Regions from separate parts of the Capra hircus genome. Here region 1 is linked to region 2. Evidence: chromatin contacts called from public Hi-C data. All regions are on one chromosome and are shown on one strand. The core of a region is the stretch at or near the end of the contact, and the rest is flanking DNA. Distances in the headings are between cores, read along the strand shown. Region 1 holds the start of SOX4 (transcription factor SOX-4). Region 2 overlaps CDKAL1 (threonylcarbamoyladenosine tRNA methylthiotransferase).

What was found. Hi-C and Micro-C count contacts between places; a contact is called where the count stands out from the background.
Region 1: a Hi-C map of blood shows a contact between it and region 2, with 6 times the contacts expected there. The contact joins the promoter of SOX4 here to the enhancer-like site in region 2. A contact is called at or near these places in 2 of 5 Hi-C or Micro-C datasets (blood and liver).

The regions. Positions count from the first base shown.
Region 1 is chr23:13,835,097-13,840,204 of ARS1.2, forward strand. It overlaps SOX4 (transcription factor SOX-4), which reads left to right and starts at 3,099. Exons shown (of 2, transcript XM_018039041.1): 1 at 3,099-5,108. The coding sequence starts at 4,133.
Region 2 is chr23:12,943,410-12,948,511 of ARS1.2, forward strand. All of the region lies in intron 4 of CDKAL1 (threonylcarbamoyladenosine tRNA methylthiotransferase), which reads left to right. Among named protein-coding and RNA genes, the nearest start is that of CDKAL1, 28 kb to the left of the region's middle. Within about 2 kb of position 1,787, at least 1 of the 5 cell types and tissues checked has an H3K27ac peak or open chromatin away from gene starts, as enhancers often do.

The DNA.
Region 1 (5,108 bases), core at 1,849-4,348, 890 kb after region 2:
CAGAAGAAATGAATTAGCAAATATTACATCTCAAATTGAGTTCCATTATTTAATGGAAAATAAATAAAATAAGAGGAAATAATTACCTTAATTCAAAATTTGGAATGTCTATCATCTTTGCTAATAAAGAAATTTCATCTATTATTTTGAAACAGGATTTTTTTTTTGCAAAATTATCTTGGCTTACTGTTAATATGGCTTAGAGAGTAGCATTAAGAATCACTTCATGTACTACAAAGCCAGCAGAGGGAACACTGAGTACTGATTTAGTAGGGGCCACCAAATATCTGGTATTTCGGAAAAAAATGTTAGTAATGGAAAAACTGGTTACAAAGCATGTGAAGTTAGGTAATGAGAACACAGAAATCTTTTCTCATTATTTGCTATTGAGACCTCATACATTTCAGTGTGCACATATCCAGTTGGTGAGAAAGATGTCTTTAATAAAAGGCCACTTGTCACACGTTTTCTTACATTTTAAGAGGGCTACTAACACATAAGCACAAATCTACTTCAGAAGTCTAAGCATTCATATATACTATAATAATCTTTTATGTCAATGGAAATTACTAATACCATATTTCTTCAATTCTAAGAGGAACTTTTTTCTTTTCAGATGTCTTACAACCATGCAGATCTCAGATTCACTGGCAGTTCTCCCTTAATAGCATGTGACCATGGTATGTCTGCAAGACATCAGTTAGATTTGTTGAAATATAGAAAATATACCTAACAATAGAAATAGGCCAGTGGCTATTTTTTAGTACACACACACACAAAAAATCTGCATGCTTTAAACATAAAATCATTCTGACTGCTTTAACTTCCACTTTTCTCTGATCTCATTCAGTGGTAGACTCGCAAATGGCTTTGGAAATATAATTAATGATACTGATTATATTATTCACGCACTTTGACTGAAACATCACAAATTTAGTCACACCCTCAGATTATTAGTTGCTACAAATCTCAAAATAAACATAGTATTTATTCTTTTTTTTATTCTGGTAAAACTATGGATTTTAAAAATAAATAATAGACCTCTTATAGTAATTTTTATGTCAGATTGAGAACATATAGGGCTATGTTATAATATGAATACCAGATAAAATGATGACACACCCAGCTTTGTTAGATGCAAAAGAGGTGCCTGTGGGATTTTTGTTTTCAAGATTTGTTTCCCCTTCTAAAAGAAAAAAATATATAACTTGGGTAGCTACTGGTCAAAAATTATTTGCTTCTACCCACAAAAACATTCTTGTGTGTTGTTGATCCTTAGAGATCCAGTCAGATGTCGCCAAAGGGTGTTCTTTCCAGTAAAATTCTACATCTGACAACCTGGGCCTCTCCCCAGCCTACATACTCTAAAAGTTTGACAAGATAAATAGAAATCTGCTGCCCAGCACTAGTTTGATCAGAACTGAAAGCTTAATTATGTTAGGTTAGCCCTACCTAACCACTTATCACTGGCTTATAGAAAAACGGTTTTATGGTTTTAAGGCCAATCTTTATTATAATTTTAATTTTCATACCTTAGAACAAGAGATGTCTGTGGCCAAATTAACATGTATTTTGACTACGTGGGAACTTTTTTTTGCCACATTCTTCACAATGCTCTTCATGAGGCTTCTTTTCAAATCATCAGGATGACTGGGTTGCCAGTGTGGTCCTTGGACGGTTCACATCCATGATCTGTGATGATTTTTTCACATCAGTGACCTCCCTCGATTTTAGTCTCTTGAACAACATGCTGCTTTTACTAGAGGGAATGTCTCTGGAATCTGAATTATCATGAAGGATAATATAGTATTCACTGAGGGCTTACTATACATCAAGCTCACTAAACTCCCACAAAACACTACATAAAGTAGTTCCTTGTGTTCCCATATCACTGATGAGGAAAACTGAGACTTGGTCACATCCCCAGGGTCACAAGACTAGTAAGAAGGACTAGCAGCCAGGTCTAATATAAATTCAGAAGGTCCATTCTTTTTTGCTACTAGTTATCACTGCCTTCTACAGTGTCTCTTTGCTTTGGCCTTTTAATTCCATTTGATTGAAGTAACGAACATATAGGAGAAAATAAAAAGGAAAGGAGGAGGAAGGTTTGGGGAAGAGAGGATGAAGTGTGAAGCTATCTTTAATTTTGAAAATGTGGAAAACTAATACTTAAAAAGTAAATCTGATTCCCATCCTTTACTCAGCATTATCATCTTACACCAAACTATGGAAATTCTCTTAACTCGGGAACACTGCTTATTGTGTTCCAGTGGAAAGCTCCTCTGTTTGGGCAACCCAGGATTTATGACTGTGTGTGCTGTGCTGTGTGCTCAGTCGTGTCCAGCTCTTTGCAACCCTGTGCATTGTAACCCATGAGGCTCCTCTGTCCATGGGATTTTTCCAGGCAAGAATACTGGAGCGGATTGCCATTTTCTCCTCCAAGGGGATCTTCCTGGCCCAGGGATGGAACCCAGTCTCCCTTGCCTCCTACCTTATCAGGCAAATTCTTTACCACACTGCGCCACCAGGGAAGCCCATCCAGGATTCAAAGGGGAGTTTAAATCATTCAATAACTATAGTTAACCCCTGTTTGGTTAAGAGAGCAAGTAACTATTGCCCGCCCCCCCAAAATCCTCTTTTCTGCCTTCCACAAACAGCACCAAAATAGCTCTGAAGGGATTAGCACAATACATCAACATCTGTGCTGTACCTGGAATTGTTAAAATAATAGTGATGACAGGTGTCTAGGTACCACTTTCTTAATGGTTTTCAATGTCTATTGATTTATTTTCATAGCTTTCCCTCCCTCTTTTACATCCTTGGCTTTATGAAGGAGCCGAGGAACAGATTTTGCAATAAAGGTTGATTCTCTATTCCAATACTGAAAAGAACTAATAAAAATAATCACTTGGCTTTTAAGCAGAAAGCTTCCATTTACAGTATTTCACCCTTCCCCCCCTTCTAAGCCCCTTGTTATCTAACATAATGGTTAGAATACATTTCCGTCTCTCCCCTTAATAATTTCATGCATTAACATCCTCTTCACACACCACACACACACACACACACACACACACACACACGCAAGCACGCACAGCAAAAGGAAAAAAGAGGCAGCAGAAATCTCAGCTGTACTTCTAGCCCTTTTAAAAAGTTTGCTCTGTAAATTGGAATGAGGTCAGATTTGGAGCTTCTCATTGCACGCGGAGATTATTATTGCATCGGGTTCCAAGCCAATGGGAAGCTCGGGGGAGGGGCTTGGCACGAGGAAGCGTTGGTTACAGCGGCTGATTGGCCACGGCCAAGACTGGGAAAGGATAAAGAGGCGCGAGGCGGAATTGGGGTCCGCTCTAAGCTGCAGCAAGAGAAACCGTGTGTGAGAGGAAGAGGCCTGTTTCGCTCCGGGTCTCTAGTTCTTGCACGCTCTTTAAGAGTCTGCACTGGAGGAACTCTGCCATTACCAGCTCCCTTCTTGCAGGAGGGAGGGGGAAACATACATTTATTCATGCCAGTCTGTTGCATGAAGGCTTTCTGGCGTCCTACCTTGCAACAAAATAATTGCACAAACTCCTTAGTGCCGATTCCGCCCACAGAGAGTCCTGGAGCCAGAGCCTTTTCTCCTTTGCATTGTAAGAGAGGGACTAACTGATAGAGACTATGTCGCTTTCCTGAGCTTCTGAGAGCGCTCGCGAACTGGAATCAACTGCTTCAGGGGAAGGAAAAAAAAAAAAAAAGACTTGCCTGGGAGGCGGCGAGAAACTTGCATTGGAAGCTTCAGCAACCAGCATTCGAGAAACTCCTCTCCACTTTAGCACCGTCTCCAGGACGCAGAGCCGAGAGACAGCGCAAACTGCGGCGCGGTGAGAGAGAAGAGCGAGAGAGAGGGAGATTCTCCAGCCTGGGAACTATAACTCCTCTGCAGGAGGCGGAGTGCTCCCGCCCCGCATCTTTTTAGAGACTTTTCTCTCTTCGCCCACCTCCGCCCCGACCAGGAGTTGAGCCGCCCGCTCGACCGCCGCGCACGTACCCCCGCTCGGCGTGCGCTTGGTCCCGGGAGCCAGGAGGGCCCGGCGATCGCGCCGCGGCCGCCGCGAGGGTGTGAGCGCGCGTGGGCGCCCGCCGAGCCGGGGCCATGGTGCAGCAAACCAACAACGCCGAGAACACGGAAGCGCTGCTCGCCGGCGAGAGCTCGGACTCGGGCGCCGGCCTCGAGCTGGGCATCGCCTCCTCCCCCACGCCCGGCTCCACCGCCTCCACGGGCGGCAAGGCCGACGACCCGAGCTGGTGCAAGACGCCGAGTGGGCACATCAAGCGGCCCATGAACGCCTTTATGGTGTGGTCGCAGATCGAGCGGCGCAAGATCATGGAGCAGTCACCCGACATGCACAACGCCGAGATCTCCAAGCGGCTGGGCAAACGCTGGAAGCTGCTCAAAGACAGCGACAAGATCCCTTTCATTCGGGAGGCGGAGCGGCTGCGCCTCAAGCACATGGCTGACTACCCCGACTACAAATACCGGCCCAGGAAGAAGGTGAAGTCCGGCAACGCCAACTCGGGCTCCGCGGCCGCCGCCGCCTCCAAGCCCGGGGAGAAGGGCGACAAGGTCGGTGGCAGCGGCCACGGGGGCGGCGGCGGCGGGGGCAGCCACGCGGGGGGAGGAGGCGGCGGCGGCGCGAGCGGCGGCGGCGCCAACTCCAAACCCGCTCAGAAAAAGAGCTGCGGCTCCAAAGTGGCGGGCGGCGGGGTCGGCAAGCCCCACGCCAAGCTCATCCTGGCGGGCGGCGGCGGGAAGGCGGCGGCGGTGGCCGCCGCCTCCTCCTCCTCCTCCTCCTCGTCGTCGTCCTCCTTCGCCGCCGAGCAGGCGGGGGCCGCCGCCCTGTTGCCCATGGGCGCCGCCGCCGCGGCCGCCGACTACCACTCGCTCTACAAGGCGCGGACTCCTAGCGCCTCGGCCTCGGCCTCCGCGGCGGCCTCGGCCTCGGCCGGCCTGGCGGCCCCGGGCAAACACCTGGCGGAGAAGAAGGTGAAGCGCGTCTACCTGTTCGGCGGCCTGGGCGCGTCGTCCTCGCCCGTCGGCGGCGTGGGCGCGGGCGCCGACCCCAGCGACC
Region 2 (5,102 bases), core at 537-3,036:
GTATACATACATAGGCCTCCCAGATGGTGCTGCTGCTAAGTCGCTTCAGTCATGTCCGACTCTGTGTGACCCCATAGACGGCAGGCAACCAGGCTCCCCCGTCCCTGGGATTCTCCAGGCAAGAACACTGGAGAGGCTTGCCATTGCCTTCTAGTGGTAAAGAACTCTCTTGCCAGTGCAGGAGATGTAAGAGACGCGTCTTCGATCATTGGGTTCGATCAGGAAGATCCCCTGGAGGAGGATGGCATGGCATGGCAACCCACTCCAGTGTTCTTGCCTGGAGAATTCTGCGGACAGCGGAGCCTGGTGGGCTACAGTCCACAGGCTTGCAAAGAGTTGGACACGACTGAAGCAACTGAATACATGCACACAGTGTTAGTTTCATTACACATGTATGTGTATCTTTTTTTTGACTTTTTAATTCTCATTTGTGAAATAACACATTTTGACACAGAAATGTGAGGGGCGAGTGGACAGATCATGTTTTCTCACTTACTTTGTCTCACTTTGAAAGAGGTAAAGCTCCAGATTAAGTACCAGGTGTGAAATCCTAATTCCATTCTTCCTTATCCCATCTCCCTCACCACACCTCCCAAATCAGGCTTTTTCCTTAACACGTTATTACCACCAAGATCATCTTTATCTCTGCTTATAGCACTCATTAGACTCTAGAGTTTTTGTTTACATATCTTTCTCTTATAAAACTGAACTTGAGTACAGAGATAGCCCTTGTTTCTTGTATTCTTGGTTCATTTCGGTTCAGTCGCTCAGTCGTGTCCGACTCTTTGTGACCCCATGAATCGCAGCACGCTAGGCCTCCCTGTCAATCACCGTCTCCTGCAGTTCACTCGAACTCACGTCCATCGAGTCGGTGATGCCATCCAGCCATCTCTTCCTCTGTCATCCCCTCTTCCTCCTTTCCCCAATCCCTCCCAGCATCAGTATCTTTTCCAATGAGTCAACTCTTCGCATGAGGTAGCCAAAGTACTGGAGTTTCAGCTTTAGCATCATTCCTTCCAAAGAAATCCCGGCTGATCTCCTTCAGAATGGACTGGTTGGATCTCTTTGCAGTCCAGGGGACTCTCAGGAGTCTTTTCCAACACCACAGTTCAAAAGCATCAATTCTTTGACACTTATCTTTCTTCACAGTCCAACTCTCACATCCATACATGACCACAGGAAAAACCATAGCCTTGACTAGACGGACCTTTGTTGGCAAAGTAATGTCTCTGCTTTTGAATATGCTATCTAGATTGGTCATAACTTTTCTTCCAAGGAGTATTCTTGGTACTCTTTATCATATTTGGTCTATAATAAACACTCAGTTCATGTTTGTTGAATGAATTTATATCAATATTCATGTCATTCATGAGAAATGGGTCAAATTTACCGAGTGATACCATGTAAGTACAGAGGTGGTTTCTCATTTTCGTTGCCCTTTCTTTTACCATTAGGTGTAAACCACCGATGGTTTCTTAACCACCTGAAAGAATTATATTTAGCATTTTTTTTAGGTCAAGTAGTCTTAAGTTTTTGAGACCATTTAATGAGCCTGACCATAGTAAGGGGCCTTCTTGGTGCATTACAAATGCTGTGATTCATGGGCGCCTTAAGCATAGATTTCCTGCCTGAAATGACTGAACAGAATAGACACATTGTTCTTTGTTAGTTTCCTCAATTGGTTCTTTTAATTTTCCTGTTCCTACTGGTGATACCTTAAGGCATCTGGCCAGTGCTGAGTATTTCTTCCTGACTCATCATTTCTTCTGCCACCTGCCAAAGACATGCTTTTACTTTGGTCAAGAACATCTGGGGCGAGTTAGATTTCATTATGGTGTAGGTTATGGAGCACCTGAGAAATCTAAGCATGTTGTGCTAATTAGCATTGACTAGCAGCCACTAGAATGCTTAATTCTGGTGGTTTGCTTTTTAAACCTAAAGGTGTTATAGAGGATGGAAAAATGCTTTATCGGAGTATGAAACTAGCTACTAAGTTTGAATACTTTCCCCCACTGCCAGTATGGTTTTTACATTGTGTGACGTTCCTATAGATATACTTACTTTTTTAATAATCCTTCAGGATCGTTAGAATTTGTTTCCTCAGGTATATTTAAATCACCCCTTTTAAAGATAATTTAGAAAAGAGGACACTGAGGGTTAGTGATTAAAAAGGAAGAAAAATGGCTCCTAGATCGTTTGTAGAGACTTAACGTTTCAGTTAAGAGAAGAGAAGTATCTGGAAAAGAGAGATACTCTGGGGCCCTAGTGCTTATCATCTTTTATCTGAGAGATGGGAGGAAGCTGAGATATGTGCTGGAGGGTCCCTGGGACCTCTTGCGACCCCTCCCTGCAAATGGGAATCTGTTGGAATTCCCAGAAAGAATCTATTGGACTTGTAAATGTTTGGATACATCTTGAGTATGCATTTTATCTGCTGCAAGTCAAAAGAAGTTTACTCATATTTGAATTAAACTATAGAAAGGAAATCCTGAATTTTCTCGGAAGCAGGGGAGGTTAGAGAACCTGAAAATGCAGTCTTTGTCATTACGAAGTAAAAGTAAAATGTCACTGTTCTTTTCTTTTAGTGTGGTATCTTCATTAGATTGTAGTAAATTTTACAGATATTGATAGGGGCTTCTGTGGGTTCTTTTTCTACCTTTGGTTTCCCTGTCCTGTCTTCCAGTTAGATCTTAAATTCCTTCCAAATTTATTATTCTCCTGCTATGGGAATCTTTAGAAACATTAGCCCCCTGATTGGGGAGGGTCTACATTGCATCTGTATTTCTTAATTTCTAGAAAGATTTATGTTGAGCTTAAAGAATTAGTATTAAAGGTGGGAGAACAAGAAAAAACGATGTAAAAACAGCATCTAGTGTGTTAAACTCTGCAAGACTGACCAACTTGCCTTGTGATCTTAGCCAAGCCATTTAATCTTTTTGGGTTTCAGTATACTTATATCTAAAATGAGTGAGTTGAACTCCAGTATTCTCTGGTTCTTTATAAATTCATTTATTCATTAAATATTCATCATGTGCCTATGGTGCTGTGTATTTATCAGTGAACAAGGCAGATACAGTCTCTTCCTTGTAAGAAGGCTTCTATTTCTCCTGTCTCTGCTGACCTGTCTTTCTCCCTGTTCTTTGCTTATCTAGTAATTGGGTGGATAATGAAGAAATGAAGCAATGTGAGGTGATTAGTTACGAATTTGGGGATCCTGCTTATTTATGTACAGAATAGATCAGTGTTTTTTTTTGGTGGGGGAACACCTTGTAAAGAACATAGTTTGTGTATATTTAAAAGTTATTAAAATGAAGTGAGTTATCTGCTAGTGGAAATGATGGGATAACTTAGGAGTGAGAGAACTGAAAGACTGCTAGAGAATGATCTTGTTTGAGTTTTGGTGTGCCAGTTATAAATGGAATAGATTTATCCCTGGTGTTGAAAAGTAGTTTAAGAAGTGAGTTTTTTGGTATATTTTCTCATGCCTAAGGTCAGATGTAATTTTTTGGGGTGGCAGAGGGGTGGGCGGATCTCCTTGGTTTGAATCAGCTCTAATATCTTGAGCTCTATGCCTTTAGTTGGAGAACTGAATTTATCTCAGAAAAGGGGAAAACAATTTGAATAGAGTTAATTGAAGTGAATGGAGTAAATTTTTACTTAATTAAGATATACACTGAAGCATCCAAAATGAAGGAAACTCCTATATTTGGCTTCTGCATCTGAAGTGATCCTCTAGTCTGTGTACATTGATTCAAGAGCATTTTACTCTCTTGGAGGCAACCAGGTTAGCTTCATAGAATTTAAAACTCTGGGTTTTCCTGAGATACTGACGAAAGCTGCTAAATTTATTAGTTATTAGGGAGAGAGAGTAAGTTCAATTTTCTCCAGACTTGTGACAATTAGAGGTTGGTTCTAGCATATCTAATGCTTCAGTTTCAAGGCTCCCTCTATTTGAGAGCTGTTTTGGGGAGATAACCCTGTAACACATACATTTTAATGAGTACATTACTGTTACCACCTGCTGAAGTCGACTTGGAGTGACTACTGACCTGAAGTGAATGCCTGTGTTCAATATTAATATGGCATGTCTGGATCCAGACAGCAATCTTTCATTTTGACATGCACATAGTCAAAGTAAATTAATGTTTAAAATGTGAACACTTTAAGTTCAGCCAGTGTGTGCATTCCATAATAATCCTTCAGAAGCAGTTTACATAGAAATGCTGAGTGCTTTCTTATACTTTATTTATCATATGTATGGGTCCACATTGCAGTATTTGTAACAAGATTTATCCAGTGCTATTTTTTGTGACTCGTCTTGAGGTGGCTAAAGAAATTAATTATTTTAGGATTTAGTCTTTGCATGTTTTAAATAAAATTACACTATTTTTAAAAGATATTCCTGGCAAGACAAGTAGTCTAATTTCAGTTATATTATTTTCAGTTTTTTTCTTTTAACTAAACTAGTTACTTCCTTTATTTCTGCTCAAATCATACATTTTTGAAAGTATAGCAATTTCTAACAAACTAGGCCTGGAAATAATGCCTATTTGTGACTATTTATGTAATAAGGATATTGCTGGAGGACTTTTCTCTTCTTCCTTACTTACCATTTTCTAACCTTGCTTATGTTGGTTAAAAGAACATTCATGGCAGATGTAGTAATGGGAAAATTATATTAACATTTAAGTATTAAATTAGCCTGTAGCCAGTCTCCTGCTAACATGATGACATTTAGTGAGTTCAGGATTTTAAGGACCACGTTGTGCAACTCATTGTTACACATTTCCTGTTTGCCTTTTTAAAAAAGCATGTTAGATCTGCCTTTTCAGATGGAAATTTTCCATTGTGGAATACAGTATTCTTATTTCACCTTGCTTGTCACTGTTTGCTGCTTATGTATTAAGAATATGTGTATACATATTTACACACAAGTAACAAACGTGTGTGTGTGTGTATACGTGTGTGAGCATATATACACATTTACTATACATGCATTCTTAATACATAAGTAACAAACACTGACAAGCAAGGTAACACAGAGAAGCGCACGTAGTGACCACAGTGGGAATAGTGTGTGACTGGCGCCGTCTGCAAACAAG